Linked DNA regions of Mus musculus: region 1 is linked to region 2. The links are chromatin contacts, called in public Hi-C maps. All regions are on one chromosome and are shown on one strand. The core of a region is the stretch at or near the end of the contact, and the rest is flanking DNA. Distances in the headings are between cores, read along the strand shown.

Region 1 (6,428 bases), core at 2,048-4,547, 46 kb after region 2:
TATTAAGTCAACGATAAGCTTAATTGATGTTAAAATAGTAATTTATGACTAAAAATAATATATTAATGATTTGTTTATCCGATCTCTGTCCTGGATTTCAGGAAACTGAATGCAGACCTCATTTAGGCATTTGCAGAGGAATCAGAGCTGTCACGCTCCTGCCTCCTAAACTTGTTACTTTGCTCTTGGCTTTGAGATTTGGTTGAGCACTATCCTTCAGGTCCTCGTGATTTATGGAGCGGTGTGGGATTGATTGCACCTTGTACTCAATCTAATTTATAAGCATAACAAAGCAGCCCCTGCCATTAGGGTTCTCTTGTCTATATAAAATGAACAAACCATCCTGGCCCTTAAAATGTCCCACCAATCTTGTGCTTACACTAGATTCGACATGACATTAGCCATGAAGGAAAGCCCAGACCACGGGGTGAGTGACTGAGGGACTGTCTTGAGGCACATTCCAACCATCAGGAAGGAAGGAAATAGAACATTTAGATACGCAATTTATTTAAACTGCTTAGACATTCTAGAGCCAAGATAGAGTGTCACTGGGGTATTAAAATTATCTAGCCATTTAACCCCACTGCCTGAGGAGGGGTGCTTTTTTGGATCTTTTTTTATCACCTGATCATACACAAAATGGCATTATTGAGGTCCTATAAGGATTTGCTTCTACCATATGGCATAGGGAAAAAGCTGCCTAGCTATGAAAATGGGTGCAAACCATTCTAGGTGTGTGGAGTTCTTTCTCACCTTTTACCTGTAAAGTTGAGCTCTCTGTCACGCATGCTGCCTTCTCTAACTCCAAGTTCTGGACCTGTTTACTGGGGGCCAGCCTTGGATGACCCACACTTCTCAAATATCACCATCCTATATACCTGTAAGATTGAAAACTGCCTTCTTCGAACATGTATAGATTTGCTTAGAGTTGTTCTCGCCACAACCCTACTTGACTCTCTGTCTACCATGCTCCTTTCTTTTTGTGAAGCTGATAGATTACAAACAATTGATAGAAACTGGGGGAGGGGGGACAGGATAGGATAGGAAAACCAGAGATGCTGAGGGAAAACCAGGAAAAGGGGTAACATTTGAAATGTAAATAAATAAATTACCCAATAAAAAATTAAAAAAACAAAACTAACAAACAAACAAACAAAAACGAGGGATCACACCACTGACCCAATAGAGTCCCCACGTATTTATATTCAGTTGAAGTGGGCTTGGTTGTTGTTTGTTTGTTTGTTTGAGCATATTTGAATGTGAAATGCTAGTTGGAGGTGCAGTATTCTTTTGATGGTTATGTGACCTACTCAGCCCTGGTCACTGCCTTGAGGACCTTCAGCCATTACATTGCCTGCTTTTCCCCACGTGAGGACAACGTGCAGACCTTCAGAGCATGCCAATTGTCTTTCCACATGGGAACTCAGACGCTGACAGTTGCTACTCATAAATTTGGAAATGTAGTCTCTACCACATTTCAGTGACAGTATAAAAACAATCTTCCTTTATAGCTAAGGATGAATTTTCTTACTCAGATTTTCCCCTTTGGGTTTAATTTCAATTTTAGACTCTTACATTACTGTAAATTAACAAACATCTTGCTGCCTTTTAGACAACACTAAAAAAGTAACTGTGTTGTCTAAGGAAAGGGTGTTGTCTTGTCACCAAGCTATAAATACTCTGTTTACTCTAGGTTATCTATGGTTTAAATTTCACTTGTTTTGTAAAAAATTATTCTGAAAGCCTGATTAGAAGCTGCTTTAGATGCCAGACAACATGTGGTGACTTAGAACTCTTATCAGAACAAGCACACCAGGCCGTCAGAAGCCAGCAAGGAGACGCTACTCACAGTATTTTATACAAAATTAAGCCAGCTTAGTTTTGAGTACGGATCTAATCCCTTACCATTTATCCTACATCTTGACTAATTAACCTTAACTTAAAGTTTTCTAAACTTTGCCTGAATTTTTATCTCCCTTTCAAGAGCTCGTGACAGCCCAGGAGAAGTGGAAACATACAGGAATATGAACTCTACAAATACAGTCTCAACTTAGCTCTTCAGAACTAAAACTTCTTTTCCAGCAGCCTGTGTTTTATCCAATAGAAGCTTGCAGGGAAACGGAACAGTAGTGTCACAGGAGGGAAAAGGAAAGATCCCTATTCGGTAGCACAGATCGGAGGCCTCGCAGGACATCTGGGCTTACAGTTGGGGTTCTGCTCAGTAGCTTCATTTCACTCTTCTTCCTTCTGTCTTTTTAACTGCACTGACATTTTAACACTGGGACTGCCCTATGAAAACCTGTATAAGCATTTATATTTCTCCTGTCATAAGCTGACTCCCCAAATAGTCAGGAACCTACTGAAGCTAAGTAGCTGTTGTCTCATCAAATTAGCCAGTGCCCCTCAAACTCATAAGAGGACCCCCCTCCCCGAGATGATGCTTTCTAGTGGGCATTCAAGCCAGCAATTGTGATTTTAGTGTCTCCAATCCAGCTTTGACTTGTTCACTGAGGACATCTGAAACTGTACCATCAGTCAAATCAAGACATACAGACCCCTTCCTTAGCACTCCTCCAAGTTCCTGCTTTTATATAGGGATGAGCCTTTGAAAGAGGAAGGTACAGTTTTTTTTTCATATATTGTCATTTACATAAATATAATCTCAGGAACCTTTATCATTTGCTGATACCTGGAGACAGTAATTATTGTGCCCATGGCAGTAAATCACCAATGAAAATACAAAGATTTAGTTGGGGAAGAAGTGACCAGTCTTGGTTCTCTCAGAGTTGTCAGTGGCCAGTGTCCCTTTCAGTCTAGTGCAAAGTACATGTTCAAAGTTTCAATCAGTTACATTTCAGTTGGTGAGGACTAAGATATTCTAGGAATTGTAGGCTGGATATGATTCAGGCCAACACAATGTGCTTTTCCACTCCAATAGTAAATATGATTTATTCTGTGATTAGGAATCTGGGGTAGTGCTGGGCAGACTTGGAGACAAATCCTGCCATTGGTCCTTACTGATCATGTGAGTTTGAACTCATGACTGGGTCTTCTAAGGCTCTCAGTAAGGTAAATACAAAAATATCTGTCATCTACAGATGAGTAAAGATGAAATACATGGTGTGTGTATAAAAAGCCTGATATGGGTGCATGCATAGTATCTTAACATCTTATTAAATTACCATTATGATGAAGCTATCCATCTGCGGTGTCTTTATAAGCCGCTTCATGAGCAGCCCTGCCATTTTATCATGACCTTTAGGATCGAGCCTGGTTTATTTTTTTTTCTGTAAAATGGCTTTCCTTTCATTTCTTAAATTGAAACTGGATTCTTCTCTCTCATATAATACATTCTGACCACAGATTCCTGTCCCTCCACCCACCTCCCCTCTCTTCTAGATCCAAATCTGCCTCTATTTCCTTCAGAAGAGAGCATGTCTTTAAGTTACCAAAACCAAACAAGTCAAAATGAGCAAATAGATTGAGAATGTCTGTTTATGTTCTGGTCTATCCTGACTCAAACCGCCGTCAGTGTTTATCCAGCTTCCTCTTCTTGATTTTAGCTTGCATGCTTATTCAGGACTGAAATATGTTGTTATTTTAATAATGCCTGTTGGTGTCTATCTTTACTATGGCTCATGGTTAGTTCTTGCATTGCAATAATATAAATGTGTAACTATTGAAAGCATCCATTATGTGCTTGGAACTGGACTGTTATATAACAAAGGAGGTTCTTAACCCTCCAGGGAAGCAGTTGACAATGGGGGTGAGAGGCAACTCTAAGAGTGTCTAACACCAAAGCTGGAACTCTGTGAAGCGTACTTCTTAGGTCAACCCTGGAAGAAACGAATGAGGATCAGAAGCGTCACTGAGTTTATACTTATTGAAATTTACTTTAAGACCCAATTAAAACCTGACTTCCTATGCTCACTTTTATGTCAGACTTCCTTTTGTCTGAACTCTGATAACAAACATTCACCTTTTTAATGATGTACTTATGTATTATTCATAGCTTTGGCGTTCTCTCTGTCTTGAAAATAGTCTAACTTTCTTACTGTTGCGTTGGATTTTATATTTTTATACTATAAAGCACCCACTCAATTGAAAGTGCCAGCACCAGATCCTCTGCATACGTTACAGCTGTTAGATTGATGTTCTTATGAGACTTCTACCAATGAGAACCGTTGTGTCTCTGACTCTTTTGCCTGTTCTTGGGACTTTTTTCCTCCCGTTGGATTGCCTTGTCCATCCCTGATATGAGGGTTTTTGCCTTGTCTTATCATATCCTGTTTTGTTGTGTTTGGTTGTGATATTAAAGATCTGCTCTTTTCTGAAAGAAATGGAAGAGGGATTAAATCTGGAAGGGAGAGGAGGTGGGGGAAGACTGGGGGGGGGGCAGGGAGCTGTGGTCAGAATGTATTGTATGAGACAGAAGAATCCAGTTGCAATTTAAAAATGAAAGGAACCATCTTATAGTAAAGATAAACCAGGCTCATTCCTGTTTTTGATTACGTATTTTTCTTAAGGACTGGAAATATGCTCTACCTGACACCTTAACTACCAATGGTTCTGTATTGCCAAGAAGTGGCAACCACACCATGCCTTTGTTATGACCATTTTGTAGCCATGCCTTTGTGTCTCAAGGCTGTTATGTTATGTTCTACTTGTTATGTTTCTGGTCTGCTTCTATAACCTCACCTATTTGCCTGCCAATCCTTCATTTGGCAACTCCATACTCCTGAGTTGTAAAAAGTGACATCTTTCCCATGTCCAGTGTTGAGCTTTTGAACCCCATCCTATGGATGACCCAGGTACACGAGTAAAACCTGCTTTCATTAATTTGGCCATGATTCGGGTCAGCGGTCTTTCTCCTTGCATCTGTGGGATAAACACACAGAAAACGCAAAGAAACTAGGCTCATTTCTGCTTCACCCAAGGAATAGTGAAAACACTTGCGTGGAAACTGAGACAAATATGAGCAGTCCCCCTCTTCCACAGCCTGTTCAGAGTAAAGTGACCCAAACTGGCAAAAGTGCCTCTGCTGTACAGGGATCCCATCATGAAAGAGTCAGACTTCTGTTGTTCTTTAACCTTGCAGAGTTGTCCATTAAGAGACAGAGCATTCAAGCAACAGCTCAGTGAGGATCATAAGGCACAGGCAGTAGAGTAAGGCAGCGAGAGTCCAGCAGTGACTGTGACTATCGGGTCAGGAACTGAGCTAGACTTATAAGAAGCACCAAAAAGGAAGACAAAGTGACAGTTTTCTAACCAGTCCTAATCAGTCTGACACAGTAGAGAGCTCAGGCAGGGAGCGCTGAAGATGGTCCTCATTGAGTCTTACAAAACCCTAGGAGCCATTCTTGTTTCCGTTGTCAAACTGCTTCAAGGTGTACCTGGTGCCAGGAAATTCATCTACCCATCTAGATACTAAACTCTATCTAGATATAGTTACATGAGCTTTTGTAACCACTGAACTTCGAATTTAGTTCTATGTATTGGAAAACTAAATATAGAGGATTAAGTAAGGAACATGTTTGTGTGTACTTGAATTGTTCTATGTGTTTGTATGTATGTATGTATTTATGTATGTATGTATGTGTTAGTAAGACAGAGGCAGACTTTTCCTAATCAATTTAGTGTTAGAATAAAAATTTTCAGACACAGGTCTTTCCCCTCTTTCTGCTCACCATCTTCAGAGCATAGCTCTTTTCCTATTGCTTCCATGGCCAGCAGGTGGCTGCTATACTTTCAGTATTTAGTTCTTCAGCTACATTCCAGGAAAGAAAGACATGCACAGGGTATAAGCCTGTGTGCAAGCTGAACCTGCATAATTAGAGGCAACTGAAATATTCTAAACCAATTAAGTCCCTCTCTGAGTAAAATAAGAGGTAGGAAAAACATTGCAAAGGTATGAAACTATGAGCTACTCCTTCTTAGTGTCTGCATAATAAATCATGGTAGCCGTCCTATGTTAGTGGCATAAAGATAGATGGAGACAAAGTAAAGAGATTTCAATGTAAAATGACTTCATTAGTCAGGGTATCTATTCCTGCACAAATATCATGACCAAGAAGCAAGTTGGGGAGGAAAGGGTTTATTCGGCTTACACTTCCACACTGCTATTCATCACCAAAGGGAGTCAGGACTGGAACTCAAGCAGGTCAGGAAGCAGCAGCTGATGCAGAGGTCATGGAGGGATATTACTTACTGGCTTACTTCCCTTGCCTTGCTCAGCCTGCTCTCTTATAGAACCAAGACTACCAGCCCAGAGATGGCATCAACCACAATAGCCCCCTGCCCCCCCCCCATTGATCACTAATGTAGAAAATGCCTTACAGCTGGATCTCATGGAGGCATTTCCTCAACTGAAGCTCCTTTCTCTGTGATAACTCCAGCTTGTGTCAAGTTGACACACAAAACCAGCCAGT
Region 2 (6,539 bases), core at 286-2,785:
ACGGACTGAACCTCTGAAACTTTAAGCAACCCCTCAGTTAAATTCTTTCTCTTGTAAGAGTTGCCTTGATCATGAAGTCGCTTCATAGCAATCAGCCAGTAAGTAAGGGCCGTTCATTTACACAACGGAATACTACTTAGCTATTAAAAGTAAGAACATCGTGAAATTTGCAGACAAAAGATGGGACTACAAAACATCCTGAGTAAGGTAACCCAGACCAAAACTGACATGCATGGTATATACTCACTTATAATTGGACATTAGCCTTAAGGATACCCATGCTACAATCCAACAGAGCCAAAGAAGTGAAATAACCAAAAGGGCCCAAGGAAGGATGCTTGAATCTCACTTAGAAGGGGAAGTAAAATAGTCACTGGGGATGGGTGGAGGAAGGGAAATGCAGGGGAGAGAGGATGGGGAATGGTGTGTAGGTTTAGGGAGAGCCGGGAGAGTGAAGAGAAATTGGCCTGGTGGGGGATGGGGTGGGGGAATGACTCTGACATGCCAGAGATCTGGCATTGGGAAGACCTCAGGCAGTCTATGAAGGTGACTGTAGCTGAGACTCCTAACAGTAGCAGATATGGAGTGGCTACCTCCTGCGTTATACGGGACTCCCAGTAGAGGGATAAGGACACCAACCCACCCTCAAAATCTTCCACCGATCTCCTTTTTGTGATACCTTGCAAATCTCAAAACCTTACTAAGCCTGGTAACTAAGGGGCAGACTTTCAGTGTAGATGCACACATGAGGGCTGATCCTGAGATCAGCTGAAGCTTGCTATCAGAGGGACAGGCGCTTGCCCAAAGGACAGCCCTTGGACAGTTTATTCTGACGTTTTCTTTATGTTAGACTAAAGGGCTGTGTGGTTTGCACAAATATTTTTCATGGCATTTCAGATCTGCTTGGGAAACTCAGAGAGAATGTGCCAGGGTGAAACTTCATGCTGTTTCATGCTATAGCAGGCATTCTGAGCAACTCTCCCTGGGCACCTGCTGGCTCTGGGATTCCTGCTCTAAAGTTCTGGTGCATCTGCACCTAACTCAAGTAGTCTCTTGTATGTCTAGCCACAAGTGTGGCAAGTACCAGTACTGGGTTAGAGCTGAGGTCTTGGTTTCCCAATAGATATGCAGTGCTTTTTTGATAGCATGAATATACATAAGATAACCCAGGCCTTACTAGAAGACAGAGAAAGAGGAACTTTCCACTCTTCTTGACAGCCAGTTCCTCCCCTGACCCAACCCAACCCAGTGGCTAAAATTTTAATCACATTTTCTCTTTTAGAATAACTTGATGCACCACATATAAATATACGACACTTGAAAACTGACTATAACATTGATAAATAATGATATTATTGACTGACTGTGCAAGGCAAACTCTAAGGGGAATAATGTGGTTAACTACATGTACCCAGGAAGTGGGTTGTTTTTTAAAGTCTCTGCTCACCCTTTGCCCCCGCCTTTTTTTTTTTTTTCTTAAGTACTGAAATTAAGCAGCAACGAACACAGGCCTCCCCTTAGGACACGTGACCTTACTCCTTTCCGTTTTGTTGTAAGAGTCAGTAAAAGGAGTTGATGGCAGTTTTAATAGCAAGTCACCATGGAGAAAAGGTATGTAACTTTACATTTGTACTGTGGGTTAACTACTTGAAAGTATTGCTGGCACAAATGCATAATCATTTCTACAGATTGGAAGGCTCTTACCTATGAGCCAAATATCAGCTTGTTTCTTTCAGTGCAGAAAGGTGTATTCTGTCTCATAACTGCAACTGTCAAATTCATACTTCCTTTATGGAAATATTATACTAGTATCTTTTCATGATTTTAGACTAAAATGTTAAAGACTGAGTATAGAAAAGTTTTAGATTGAAAGTGCTTTTAAAAGTAATTGTTCGTAAAATACATGAGACCATGTGCCCTTAACTGATAGCTACTTTAAAACTCGAATTATCAGAAATACACATAACGAGAGAAAAAAAAAAGCCACTATAAATAACAATAGGAGAGGGCCTCTTAAATTTCAGTGAGAAAAATACTCCCTCTCAGGCAATATGTAAAGAGCTATAAGAAGGTTCTCAAACATAACTGGATAAAACAGCCACTAAGAAGCAAGAAAATTGTATCACATAAAATGATAAGCTTCGTCACAACTGAGCATTTCCCCTAACATTTCTGTGTTGAACTGGATAACATCAGGCCAACTTTCTAATTCATAAAAAGACATTTATGTTGAAAACAAACGTTTCACCTGATTTCACTGGCTGTTGTTTCTGGGAAGAGGGCTCACTTGAGACATCCTTTTGTTGTTTAAGGTAACTGTATTTTTAAGTGTTCTGAAATAATAAACCTTTGAAATGAAAAGAATTTGTTCACTGCAAACCAGCAAGAGCTTTGCTTAGCCACTGACATTGTGCCAATGTCTCCGTGCATTCTAATGTAGCTAGAGATATCATCAAAATGTTGCTAATCTGAGACAAATAGCTAAACAAATATAACTGGAGAGTTTTGTAAAAATTTAATAAAAGCGCAAGATATTATCCCCTTGTCTCTCACAGTATTTTATCGTGCTGGTGGATAAGGAAGTGCACCCCACAATGCAAATATTGGGGGTTATTAAAAATGGTTACAGGATTGATAAGTGGCAACAATCTTTTTTCTTTTATTGTGCTCTATTGAAAGACATTTATACATATTTTTTGACATAGTCAGTTTTAAAGGAAATTATTCAGCAGGCTGATACACTCATGTCACGATGCATTTAAGTTCTCTTCAATTGTCCACACTGAAGCTAGCTACTTGTTGACTGTTGAAATGATTACAGAAAAATAGAGATTAAGGACATGGTATCCAATACTTTTTATTGTTAGCATGTCAGAAGATCTTGGTAATATATACTTGCGTTGATATTCTGATTAGAGTTTCAATTTGTTGTATTTCCTCACTATGGAGAGCAGTATTTAAATCGGTCTTCAATATTGTGCTGCTGAGACTTTGCCTCCTGAGCTGTATTCTTCAGATAATTTTTGTTGATATGTTATTGCTGATTTCATTGTATTATAAAAAGAACAGCACATGAATAGAGGTGATAGAACCCACACACTAGCAAAAAAAAAAAAAAAAATGAATGTTCAGGCAAGCATCTGAAGTACGGATAAGACCATTAAGGTTTAAAATATTTCATGTGATTGAAAACCGAATTATTTGTAATAAGTGTTTTTGCAGATACTGTTAATGTCAGATGTTTTTTGGAGTATGTGTGAAATGAAGGATAAATTAAGACAGTTTGGGAGGGATGTAGACAAAGCAGCAAGTGAAATATACAAACTGATGATTTCAGACCTGTTTTGCAAAACAACGGTGCTCAGACTCTGGACTATTCAGACCAAATCTTAAGGGACTTGATTACAAATGAGTTATTCCAGATCATTCTGCCTTTGTGCATGTTGAATAGCTAGGCACGTTTAAGTGACATGAAACAAGACAGAGAATTTTATTTCCAAACTCATTGCAGAGCAGAGCTGATAAAGAACACCGAAAGGAGAAAAGTCTTTCCTGTGTACTCTCTTTTTGCTAATTTTTGACCCTCTGTCATGGGGTACTCCACAGCTGTGTCTGATCTAGAATCCCGCAGTTTACTTATTTCATGATGCAAAATAGAGAGAGGGACTCTAAGGCAGACAGCCTAATACTCTAAAGGAAGGCCACATGGTCTTGATGTCCTTGCCAGGCCTTCTCGGCTCCCCAGCGTAGCTCTAATATGATCTTTCAGACAGCAGCATCCAAATGACCACTTCAATGTTGACAGTTTCCAATCTCGTTTAAAGATGTTGTGCATGATAACCAGTTGTGAACTATCCTGGACAGAGCGTCTTGCTACCCCAGTCCAATCAGTGAAATTTAAAGACAGACTTTCTAAGAGTGCCTAACAAGGATCTAGCTCAGAGGTATACTCATCTTTATAAATGAGTCCTGTACAAGTACACAGCTTTTTTCACACCAGTGAGAAACTTCTGCAATGTAGCTTCAGAAAAGTTTTGTGTTTTCATACGCAAAATACCTGGAACAACGTAGACGATTTTTGTGAATGAAGGAGTGTGGTCTGTGTGTACATTCGAGTGTGCTTGTGGAGGTGCACATATGTGTGTGTCTGCATGCTCACTCATATTTGTGTTCGAGTATAGGCCAGAAGTCACACGTCCTCCTTAATTCCTCTCAATAATATATCTCAGTGATCAGGTAGCTCAGTTATTAAGCTAGACTCGATGTCCAGAAAACTCCAGACACCCTCCCATCTCCTCTGCCTTTCCAGTATCGAGATTACAAGCCCAGGCCACAGTCTCTGAGTTTTTAATGTGGAAGCTTGGGGATTCAAACCCTGATCTTCATGCTTAGGCAGTAAAGGCTTTACCTACTGAACCATCTGCCCTGACTGAAGATTGTGTGTGTGTGTGTGTGTGTGTGTGTGTGTGTGTGTGTGTATGTGAGTGTGTGTGTATGTGTGTGTGTGTATGTGTGTGTGTGTATGTGTGTGTGTGTGGGGGTGTGTGTATGTGTGGGGGGTGTGTATGTGTGTGTGGGGGGGTGTTGTCTTTGAGGCTCTGAGATGAACTGCTTGGATATCATAATTTTATAATGTGAAATATGTGTTATATGACAAACGTAGGAAATGAACTTATAATTTTTATGAATCTTACCTGATAGCAGACAAAACTGTTTTGTTGCTGATGATGCAAAGCTAGCAGGGGTAGCGATAGCGAGATAGTACTTGACTCAGGACAGCTCCACAGAACACAAGGTCAGGAATAGCTGGATCAAGGATCTCCCCTGGGACTCTCAGGGTTAGGTCTTCATACTTTCTACGTCTGCAGAAATTCTCACTGACTCAACAGCAGTGCTTCAGGCTAATGTTTCGTCCTTTCCTCAAACTTGAAGGCAAAAGAATACTGTTCCCATCACCATGGTAAGACCTGAGGTTTGTGTCTGGCCTCATTCACTGGGATCAGATGCAAGAACCCTGGAATTGAAACTCAGGTCCAATCTCACCCAGTGAATCTACACCTGTAGCACATGGGCTTTGCTCAGATAGAAATATTTTGCTGAATTAGGAAGTGAAGCACTTTCCCAGAGAGGTGATTGTGCTTCTCAAAAGCACAGGCTCTCACTCCAGTGTCACAAATGGTTGCATTTAAAAGTATTGCTCCCAACTTCTGCAAAGGTGTAGTTAGACAGAAATACATTAAAGGGAGCTCTGAATAAAATAAGGGTTTCCAGGAAACAGATTTTCAACAACCATTTATGCAAACATCCTTTGAACATTGTGAGGTTTATAATCTAGGACAAAAGTTAGCATAGTTTGAAAGATGAGTTTGCTTCTATTTTATGTGTATAAGAGTTTTGCCTGTGTGTCTGTCTGTACATCATGTGGCAGCCATCCTGCAGAGGCCAAAGGAGAGTGCCAGATCCCCAGGAACTGGAGTTTCAGACAGTTGTGATCTCTCTTGTGAATCCTAGGATTAGAACCCAGGTCCTCTGCAAGAACAGCCAGTGTTCAAAAAAGTTATTACAATTCAAATTAAACATATTAATTACCACAAAATGGTACAGAGCATGTTTGATCTGGACTCAGAAACCCATTCAATATTTTGCTGCTATTGCTGTTTGCCAGGCCACAAAATCTAGAAAAAACTTTGTGACTAGTAAATACACATTTTGATCTTTCCTGTCAGACAATTCAGGGAAATTGTGAGGAGGGCTTGTGAGTTTCTAAAGAGCAGGAAGTGATGTATCAATCTTTGCAAGCACAGTCAAGGGCAGACAGAGAACCTCAAAGCAGGAATGAGGGGTCCAGGTCTGCTGAAAGGTGATGTAATGGGAGGGGAGGGTAGAGGGATGGGAATGCACCTGCATTCACCTGCTGAGCACAGCAACTTGGAGCTGACAATAGCTGTGAGTGGCACTCTCCCTGCTGTAGATCCCACACTGGCAGCTAGTGGGTTTCCTTACCCGAACATTAGTCTGCTTCTGCAAATTTTCTCACTGTTGAGTGCTGTACTCCTTGGGATTTGCAGACAGGCTGAACTCAGTTACAGGGCACACTCCTAACTTCCTTGCCCAGGCACCCAGCGTCTCTTGGCCAGGCTACACTTTACAAATACTCTGCTTTTCGTGGAAGTCTTTAGGTGACTTATTGAGATGATTCCACATCAAAGGAGATTTTCGGAGAAAACCATGACCACATTTATCTTTTGGTCTACATCATTCACCCTGACCTTACCCAGACATTTTCCTATGGATTTATACTCCTTGGATTCTTCCTGTAGAATGCATATGTATATATACACACACACACATATATATATGTGTGTGTGTGTTTGTGTGTGTGTATGTCTGTTCATTTAGAGGCATAACTTCACATGCTTCTCCAACATTAATTTTTTAAAAATTTATCAATGATAGAGGGATTATTTTTCAAGATAAAAATAAATCATCTAATACTTTATTTTACATCAGTATAATATTCAATATGAGCATATATTAAA

What was found. Hi-C and Micro-C count contacts between places; a contact is called where the count stands out from the background.
Region 1: a contact with region 2 is called in a Hi-C map of the HPC-7 cell line, with 2.1 times the contacts expected there. The contact joins the enhancer-like site here to the promoter of Arhgap15 in region 2. A contact is called at or near these places in 6 of 39 promoter capture datasets (the C10 cell line, the HPC-7 cell line, liver and 1 more), 1 of 15 datasets of contacts at CTCF or cohesin (CD8 T cells), 12 of 484 Hi-C or Micro-C datasets (CD4 T cells, the G1E-ER4 cell line, the HPC-7 cell line and 7 more), 2 of 115 datasets of contacts at active chromatin or transcription factors (bone marrow-derived macrophages and embryonic stem cells) and 2 of 9 other capture datasets (adipose tissue and liver).

Annotation. Positions count from the first base shown.
Region 1 is chr2:43,791,519-43,797,946 of GRCm38.p6, forward strand. All of the region lies in intron 2 of Arhgap15 (Rho GTPase activating protein 15), which reads left to right. Among named protein-coding and RNA genes, the nearest start is that of Gm39804, 6.6 kb to the left of the region's middle. Within about 2 kb of position 3,298, at least 22 of the 459 cell types and tissues checked have an H3K27ac peak or open chromatin away from gene starts, as enhancers often do. A contact at or near this core is called in the G1E-ER4 cell line, the HPC-7 cell line, bone marrow-derived macrophages and 4 more, where this site is marked.
Region 2 is chr2:43,747,289-43,753,827 of GRCm38.p6, forward strand. Arhgap15 (Rho GTPase activating protein 15) reads left to right here and starts at 1,536. Exons shown (of 14, transcript NM_153820.3): 1 at 1,536-1,611. The coding sequence starts at 1,601. The region is part of intron 1 of Gm39804 (a long non-coding RNA gene); the gene reads right to left.